Regions from separate parts of the Rattus norvegicus genome. Here region 1 is linked to region 2. A link is a contact called in public Hi-C data. All regions are on one chromosome and are shown on one strand. The core of a region is the stretch at or near the end of the contact, and the rest is flanking DNA. Distances in the headings are between cores, read along the strand shown. Region 1 overlaps Daam1 (dishevelled associated activator of morphogenesis 1). Region 2 overlaps Daam1 (dishevelled associated activator of morphogenesis 1).

Region 1 (4,792 bases), core at 398-2,897, 34 kb after region 2:
CCACTCTAGCTCTTTTATTTACATTTTAAATTATAACCAAGAGCCGTTCTTAAAACTCATCAGGCTTTCTGAATGTTTTTAAATCACAAGAGTGTAATCCTGCCCCACTTCAAAGCCACTGCTGTACCCGTGGCCCTCCTCATCCAGCTCTGCGTCCCCTGCTGCCCACTCGGGTGGCCCTGTAAACAGCCATTTTCCTTCTTTTTATAACTACTTGAAAATAGTTTTGAACTATATTTCTTTTATGATGCCTAAGTAGACCCACTTGGAAGTGGAAGCCTAGAGACAGGGTAGGCGTGTGCGTAACACTGGCTCATAGCTATAATCTCAGTGCTGGGAAACCAAGTCACTCTGCAGTTGCTTCTATAGTTGAGGCCAGTCTGGGTTACGGAAAGATGGAGAAAGGGAGGGATTTTTAGAGATAAGGTCTAAGCCTAAAACTAAAAGTTCCTCCTAGAAATCACTCTTCCGAGGACGTGTGTGTGTGTGTGTGTGCGCGCGCGCGCATGCATGCATGTGCATGTATGGGCTGCTGAGACTAACTGAAGCCAGCAATGACTCCTTGAGCATCATACAGCCGTGTGTGACCCCGGCAGCGTCTTCTCCTAGGATAACCCATTCTATCAGGATGCTCCCGGGGTGCAAAGATGGAAACCTACTGAAATGCTGTCCCACAGCCCTGTGTAAGTGAGTGTCTCTCAGCACAGCAGAGATCCTGGAAACCAAGCACGCCGTGCGTCTGTGCAGCAGAGACTACAGCTGACAGGTGCTGTGGGAGGTGAGGTTGAGCCATGTCAGCGAGCTCCACCCACACATGGCCCAGCTGTTTTGGCTCCAGGTCAGCCTGGGTTGTGGGACACATCTAGCTGAGGTGGTTTTGGGTTTCAGTTCTTTTTAGCAGAGACACACTCTATTCTCTAACAAAGCTCCTGAGCGAGCTCAGCAGGAGAACTGCCTGGGACTGACCTGTGTCCTCTGATTACCTCCATCCAGAGTCAATAACCTACTTTCAGCCACATCAAATGAAATCCTACTTCACAATGTTTAATGTCTGCTGGAATCTGAATAACTGATGGGAAAAACCTAGTCACCAGATGGTCATGCCTCTGGTCACTATTAAGGCCAGCCTCCTTCACTCTTGGGTCACATATAGCTGTGTCACATCCTTCTCAGTATCATTATGTCCCTAAAGGAAGTACGTTACTCCCTGGTGTGAACTCAGTTCCCATGTACACTCCCTCCCTCAGTGGCTAGAATGTGTCTTTTTGTCACATGTGAAACTTTAGCTCGTCTTTACCCCATACCCCCTTATGTGGATTGGGAAGACCATCCTACTCAAGTAGATGACCCAATACTTTAAAAAAGCGTCTCCTGTATTCTAGTGACTTTGCAGACCGCCATCCTGATCCCATCAGCTGTGTTGCCCTGCATGGGCCTCTGGCAACATATTACCTTTTTATTTTTTTCTTACTTTGTTTTGTTCTTTTCTTTATTGTAGGACCAGGAAGAAAACAAGGGAGCAACAAGTTGGCCCGAGTTCTACATTGATCAGCTCAATTCCATGGCTGCTGTAAGTATAAATTACATTCTGAGACAGTCTAAAAGAGAGTGCAGAGTACACAGTTGCACAACAAGCTTGATTGAGTAAGACCTTCTGAATGCTGTTACCTTTCCAATTCCATTCCAAACACTCAGTGTTTGAGGTGTTGGGGACGAGGAGCTGGACTGTTGCCTAGCGAAGTGACTTTTCTAGAGTGTTTTAAATAGAATCTACACACACTAAAGCATGCTTGATTTTAATGTTATAAGAGGAAATGTCATTTGAAATGTGGCTCGTACTCAAGTTGAACTCGCCTTGGCTGTGACTGATATATCGGGAGCTTTGCAACACTCCTGTGGACGGTAGGATTGTCCAACAGTAGTGTGGCTGAACTGTCCCTTCATTGTGTTCACACCCATCTCCTTCTCTCTGGGAACTTAGTTCCTTCCTGGCCTCTTGATTTCATGGGTTCATATGGAGAATCATAAAGTGACTTGATGAAATGATGTAATAATCAGGATGCCCCAGGGAAGCTTTGGTCTATGGCTGTCAGTTAAAATGCGCTCTCAGTATCTGAATTCTGACCTCTGAAATGTTAGCACTTCAGGCAGCTGGAAGATCATCTACTAATCATAACTAATGACAGAAAATAAGTCATTAGCTTTTGAGCCTTAGTAGTTTAAATCATGTTGCCATTGATGAAAACTGAAGGTTGAGGTCTTTGCCTCACACGGCATACTCATGATTTTAAGAATGGGTTGTATCCAACTTTAGGTTGATAGTATCAAACAGAAAGTAGTTCTACCTCTTTCTGCCTACACCCAGGTCCTCATGGAGAATTGTCTTACTACTCCAAGACCTTTAAGGTGATCTAGGCTTTTACTCTGCTCCCACTGGGAAAGTTAAAAACTGACCAGGATCTATCTTATTTAAGCTCTTATTTAAGCTTTGTAGGGCCTCAACTTTCAGGATCTTCCTCTTCTTTCCTCTGTTTCTTACTCTGCTGTTGTACCTTGAGTGATAAACAGTCCAGTAGATGTGACCAGGACTGTACAAATTATAGAAGAAGTCACAGGGTTGCCTTGAGAAAGAGAAGAGGAGAGAAAATCCGTTCCGTATCCCATATCCACCAAATCCCATTCTATACACTGCTGCCCCAGCAGTGAGGAAATGGTGACATCGCTGTCAGTGTGGATAAGCTAACAGAATGGGGGAGTTCCGATGACTGACAGGGACTTCTCTGTGCATCCACCCAAGCAATGATAATTTAGAGCCATTCACCATTTCTTACACGTAGAGGTTGTTTGTGAGTTCTTCCTGATTATTGGAAAAAAGGAGCTGTCAGGCAGATTGTCTCTGGGTGTAATTAAGTTGGCATTGTTTGATGTCTAAACGCTAAGTTAATGAATTCCCTGCCCTGAGTGGAGAAGTACTAAGTAGTGTGGATTTTCCTTTCATTGGATATGGGAAGTTCTATTAATTTGTCCTTTAGTGACTTTTGTGTCTAGGGTCGGCTTAGCCTTGAGTTTTAGGGTTTTCGATATGCCTGCATGGGACCTTCTTCAAATTCCTTGCTTCCTCCTCTCCCCAGACAGCTTTGTTTGCAGTGTTCTAGAGTGGATTATACTTTAATGGTTTGGTTCCTAATCTAAAGTCTTCCCCAGGACATCACAAAGCTATTAGGTTGTGTGACTTTGCCTTCCTTCATGTGTCAGACACCTGACAAAGCTTTGAAATGCTTCTTCATTAGGCCCGAGGCATTATCTTTCTAGGGTCAAAGATACAGAACATTAGCTGGCCGTGGTTAGCCAGGTCCCAGAACTCTGAGGGCTTACTTAAAGAAGGAGGGAGCCCTGGAACAGCAGAAACCCTGCTGAGTCCTCTCTCAACATCCTGGTTGCCTCTGGTCCTCGAGTGCTGGCTGCCATCTGTGCTAGAGGCTTCCCCACAGCACACAGCAAACACAACCCCCCCACACACACACACTGTCCCTGGGGACAGCGATGGTACGTAGTTTCTCCGGAGCAGGGCGCTGGCTGTGCTTGGGGAACTCATGAAGAGGCATTTGTCCACATTGTCATCATCTGTCATCTGCAGCATCAGTGGCAGCTACTACTGAGCTGCCTCACATGACAGGCAGTGCTGCCACGCTACTCACAGAATCTGAGTCTAGAGGCAAGTCACCTTGCCCAAGGTCATTAAATTAAGTGGTCATCTAATTAGGGGTTTAAGCCATCTGTCTGAACCCAAAGATAACCTCACAATTAGTCTCTCATTCTTGGTTTTAAAGTCGGTGGGGTACATGAGAGGCTGGGGGATGGGACTCTTCCTGTCCCCTAGGTACACACTGTAGAGACTGTGGTCTGACTGTTCTGGGGAAGGGAAAGCATCTGCTTTCTTTAATGCCTCTAGAGTCTGATAAAAACGGTCCAGGCTGAGAACAGCCACACTTGCTGTGAAACCGCCTTTGGGAACATGTTATGTTACATTACGTAGGCCTCATAACAAGAATGCTTTGTTCTTTAAAGGACCCCGAGGTACCTGTCAGCTTTTAAAAAGTCAAAGAACCTATGATAGAGGAGAACTGGCATTAGGACGGGGGCCTTGGGGGAAGATGTGATGCAGCGTTCACCTTGCCCATTTCACAGCAAGGGAGTGTTTCAGACCAAAGTGGTTCTGGTCCAGGTGGCTGTGCCGGTCTGTGCACAGCTTTCCCTGGAAGACCCTTGCCAGTGTGTACTTTGTCTTTTGCTGGCTTGTGTGTGAGCAGACACTGAGGGCTATCACAATACCCCCCCTCCCCTACCTCCACCCACACCCCCATATGCATAGCACTACTTGTGTGATTTAGAGACTAACTCTAGAAATAAAGGCTTATCACCATAGCAGCTGTAAGTTGTAAAGGAAACTTTTCTCTTTATTTGTTTAATATATACAACTACACTGTAGCTGTCTTCAGACACAACAGAAGAGCATCAGATCCCATTACAGATGGTTGTGAGCCACCATGTGGTTGCTGGGATTTGAACTCAGGACCTCTGAGAGAGCAGTCAGTGCTCTTAACCACTGAGCCATCTCTCCAGCCTGCAAAGGAAAGTTCTAAAGCCTGAACAGCTGAGGCTTTCAATGGAAGGCATCATTGGGATGGCAAGTTCATCTATTTCTGTCACACAAATGTGATCTCAGATCCAAATCTAATGCTTTCACATTAAGGAATAATCATGGCCCTTCTGATTTAATTAACATATGCCT
Region 2 (4,171 bases), core at 102-2,601:
TGTCTTTGTAAGTTTCCTTCTAGTCTTCTGATTGATCAAAGCTTAGGGAAAGACTATCCCTTCCAACCCTGAGTATTTTGTCTTCCCAAGATCATTATAAGACATTTTACAATAAGCTATTAAATTTAGATAATTTTTTCCTTTGTGTTTGATACAGTGTTGTCAGTCTAGTTGCTGTCAGTCTCTAAATTCTTCCTAATGTTAGATGAAAGAGATGGGGTGAGAGGACATAAAGACATAGAAAGAGAACATCTTCTTGTTTAATTGAAATGGTGGCTGGAGGGGTGGCACCTGTCCTAGGCCTGTGGAAATGGAGGCAGGCCATCGTTGGCTGTACATGGAGTTTGTAGTCAGCCTTGGGCTACAGGGAGAGTGTCAACAAGCAAACACCACTGTAACTCTATGAATTAATTATGCTGTTGAGAAAATAGCTTTAGATCCCTTCGGTTCTGATCAGTTCTACTAATATGAAACCTAAAGAGACTGCGAGTGGTGTATAGCTGCTTACTACGGGCTATAATTGAAAACATGACCACTAAAGTTAGTCCTTCGGCTCCCAGGTGCAAATTACATAGCCAAGATTCTGTACTGACTACCCGCTCTGTACTTGACCCCACTAACCCAGCTTTAAGGGCTAAACGGCCAAGGGGCTGGTTTGATCTCTGTGCGTCATTATAGGCTTTGGGTAAGCTTTCAAGTGAAATTTTTTCTTGTACTTCATTTTTTAAAAAAGTTATTTGACGGTCTCATAGACAAAAGTATAGCATTCTAATTATTTCCCCACCTTGTGTTTTAAAAGCACCTTATGTGCTGTAGCAATGGCTAGAAGATCTGTTGGTTTGTACACACAACTTCTGAGAATTTATTCTGATGCTGTCAGCACCACCACTTGTTCTCACCGTACCATGACCCTAGCCTAGCATGAGCAGGGCATGCTTCAGCTTTAGATTACCTGTGAATGTGCTCACACCACGCCCACAACCCTCCCCTCTCACCTCCTGTTCAGAGTGCCTCTGCGTGCAAAACCGTGTCTCGATTCTCACCCTGGGAGCTCAGTGACCAGCTCTGTCTTCAGCTATGCTTTTCCTGGCTCATGGATAAAGAGTTGGAATTTTCTTTGCTGAAAAAAATATCCCTCCTTTTAGAAGCTGCATATTTTCTCTTATCCAGTTTTAAATGGATTCATTAAAAACACTCTACAGCTGCCAGCTTCTTACTTCTGCACATTGCAAAATTCAAGAACAAAGTTCAATGCAGCGACTGAAAGCCAACGAAATAAACATAGGGGTTGTTTTCTGGAAAGATGGGCAACTACCAAATTTAGAAGGAGCCAGAAAGCCCTTTCCCAGTTCTCTTGCCAGTTAACTTGAGTTTAATCCTCAGTGGCTATCGCTTCACGTCAGACCTGGGCTGTAGACGCAGCTGTGCACTTTCAGAGAGCAGGGTGGTGCGGATGTCCCAGCATCTGAGGGTCCTAACTATGGGGTCTCAGGGCCGGGAAGGAGTGCCTAGTCCAGAGGGTGGGTGCACAATGTGTGCTTCTTGCCTGGATGCTGTGTGAGTGCATCCTGGTGGTTAAAGCTTAGCATGTGAAATGTGTATTAAGTAGTGGGGTGTGTGTGTGTGTGTGTGTGTGTGTGTGTGTGTGTGTGTACACACCCGTGACTGCTGAATACTCCAGCGACAGGTTTGTTCTGCGACTGTTTCTTGGAATAGTGATGATACATTTGGGCTGATGTGTTTGCATCCCCTCCCCCACTACTGTCATCTTTTCTATTCATCTTTGTCATTTGGCTGTTACTATGGTAATGTCAGAGTGCCCTGCAGGCAAGGGACCAAATTAAAAGAAGGTTTAAGAAGTCATTTTACTCCTAAATCTGCCTACCAAGGGCTAGGGAGGGTAGCTCAGTCTTCTAGTGTGAGGTCCCGAGTTCAGATGTCCAGCACCAGCCTAAGAGCCCAGTGCAGCAGTGTGGCTTTTAATGCCAGCACTAGAGTTGGGGACGGGCAGGCCGGTGGACTCCAGAGTGGTTGGCTGGCCCATCTGTCTGGATCAATAAGCTCCACCTTATTGATGAACACCTGCAAGCACACGTGCACATGTCCACATGAACCCTCCCCCACAACACACACACACACACACACACACACAGACACACACACACACAGACACACACAGACACACACACACACACACACACACACACACACACACACACACACACAGAGAACAAAGTTTCTCCAGTGCATATTACTTGGTGAAGTAAGTAAGTAACTATGCTGTGGGAAGAGCCTCTGCTGGATTGTCTTTTGACCCAGTTAATGCTGAAATGTGTCAGATGAGCTGCCAAACAAGTCTCTTGAGTGTGTGGGAGGGGCCTGGACCTAAGAGCAGAACTGGGATGAGCAGGAGGGACCTGCAGGGAGCTCTGGCTCCAGCCTCCCACTGGCCTCTGGGGTGTCTTACAGTTTGTCACTGTGGCTGGCTCAGTCTCTCCATTCAGTTGGAAAAACACGGCTTAGAAGTGCTCCATACTTGCTCAACTGAAGCTGCACTAGAGTCTAATTCTGACTCTATCTGGGGAAACGATTTAGCTGCTTAGAGCAGTTACTTGGTTTAGAGGACTGGCTGGCTGATGCCGATCAGATTAATTAAAAATTGAAGTCACCCCAATGGGTTTCTAGTCACATAGCAAAAGATGAAGGACTCTAGGTGTAGCTGTAGAGTTTGTCTAGCAAATGGGATAGAGTTTGTATTGTCTGCTCATGAGGGGAAAGAAAGGAAATAGTCGGTAAAGCATTAGTAGCAAAATGCTAGGTGTTCTGTTGGTCAGCCTTTGCTTGTGGGGTTTCTCTCTTGTTTGTCTGTAGCACATGAAAATGTGTCTGTCTCTCAGACGTAGAACATACCTAAGAGATGGCGAGTCATCTTGTGGCGGTCTGTGTATGACTTAGGGTGTTGGCAGAAGTGCCATAGGCTGAATCCCTCAGGATCCACCTGTGAACATGCCCAGGCCTTTCTGGATAGAAAGCTTTGTGTTATAGACCTTTTCCTTTCTGGCCTTCCTGACTGGTTAGGAGCAGGAGTCTCTCAACTACTACCACCCAACAGTGTTCTCAGGGTCATTCTGAATCAGTTTTAAGAGATATTAGCAACCCATGAGTCTTGGGTATGACAGCCCCAGGTCGCGGTGGGGTGGAGGTTTGTAAGTTTAATGAGTTACTGCTGTTTAATAGTATATTTATTCCTCCATACATCCATAAAAGTGACTTTTTTTCCCATCAGAGGATCACACCTTGGTATCCACATTCCTCGTCTGGTCTTTTCTAGTTATCATGTACCTCTGACCCTCTAGCCTCTGACCTCCAGTATTGTAGAGCATACTATGGGAAAAGAGGGTTCCATCCTGAGAGGGCACTGTGGGTGCTGGTGTATCCTTGAGGTACTCCAGAGAAGGTTACAGCCCACTCAGTATGTAGGAACTTGGGTGTGACTAGAGTCTGGGGATTGGATTTGTTTGCCATGGGCAATTTTGTAGGACAGTAAAGACTTGTTTGAGTCATAGACTTGAGAGTTCTCTGAACTGTGTCTATGCAATCAGATGGAAGGTTAGCTTGTCAAGGATAATTATAAAGCAAAACAAAACACAACAAAACAAACTACAAACATAATAAACACACAAAATGGTGATGGTGAATGACTGAGCAGGAGTACCCCAAGGGCTTTAGTTCTCCTTCCTTGTTTTTCTTACTCTCCACCCCCAATTCTGGTATTGCACAAATGACATCCTAACCTCTGTCACTCTGTACATTTTTGTCCCTGTGTGGGTGAGCTGACCTCATTAGAAATAGACTACTGGTCTACCACACCCTATAGAACCTCCAGTAGGCTGAAGGTCTTATATGTAATCTTACATTTCAGTCACTTAAAATCTCAGAAAACAGTGTGTCTTGTCTGGCGTTTCCAATTTCCCCATGGTTGTTGTCTCCTGTTATTGGGTGGAATTGGTGGAGCCAAGTGCGACAAGAAGGGGGGTACCCATTTTGTTCTAGTGTCCCCCGGTGCTTCTCCATGACTAGCTCTTTTTTTTTTTTTTCTTTTTTCTCCTTTCCCCTTTAGAAGGCATTCCCGAACCTCCACTGCCTGGTGTGTCCCAGTCTTTTCTGCCAC

What was found. Hi-C and Micro-C count contacts between places; a contact is called where the count stands out from the background.
Region 1: a contact with region 2 is called in a Hi-C map of liver, with 7 times the contacts expected there. The contact joins two enhancer-like sites. A contact is called at or near these places in 3 of 12 Hi-C or Micro-C datasets (kidney and liver).

The regions. Positions count from the first base shown.
Region 1 is chr6:96,232,209-96,237,000 of GRCr8, forward strand. Daam1 (dishevelled associated activator of morphogenesis 1) reads left to right here. Exons shown (of 24, transcript NM_001108030.1): 4 at 1,499-1,570. Among named protein-coding and RNA genes, the nearest start is that of Daam1, 52 kb to the left of the region's middle. Within about 2 kb of position 1,648, at least 6 of the 93 cell types and tissues checked have an H3K27ac peak or open chromatin away from gene starts, as enhancers often do. A contact at or near this core is called in liver, where this site is marked.
Region 2 is chr6:96,198,335-96,202,505 of GRCr8, forward strand. The region is part of intron 2 of Daam1 (dishevelled associated activator of morphogenesis 1); the gene reads left to right. Among named protein-coding and RNA genes, the nearest start is that of Daam1, 17 kb to the left of the region's middle. Within about 2 kb of position 1,352, at least 30 of the 93 cell types and tissues checked have an H3K27ac peak or open chromatin away from gene starts, as enhancers often do. A contact at or near this core is called in liver, where this site is marked.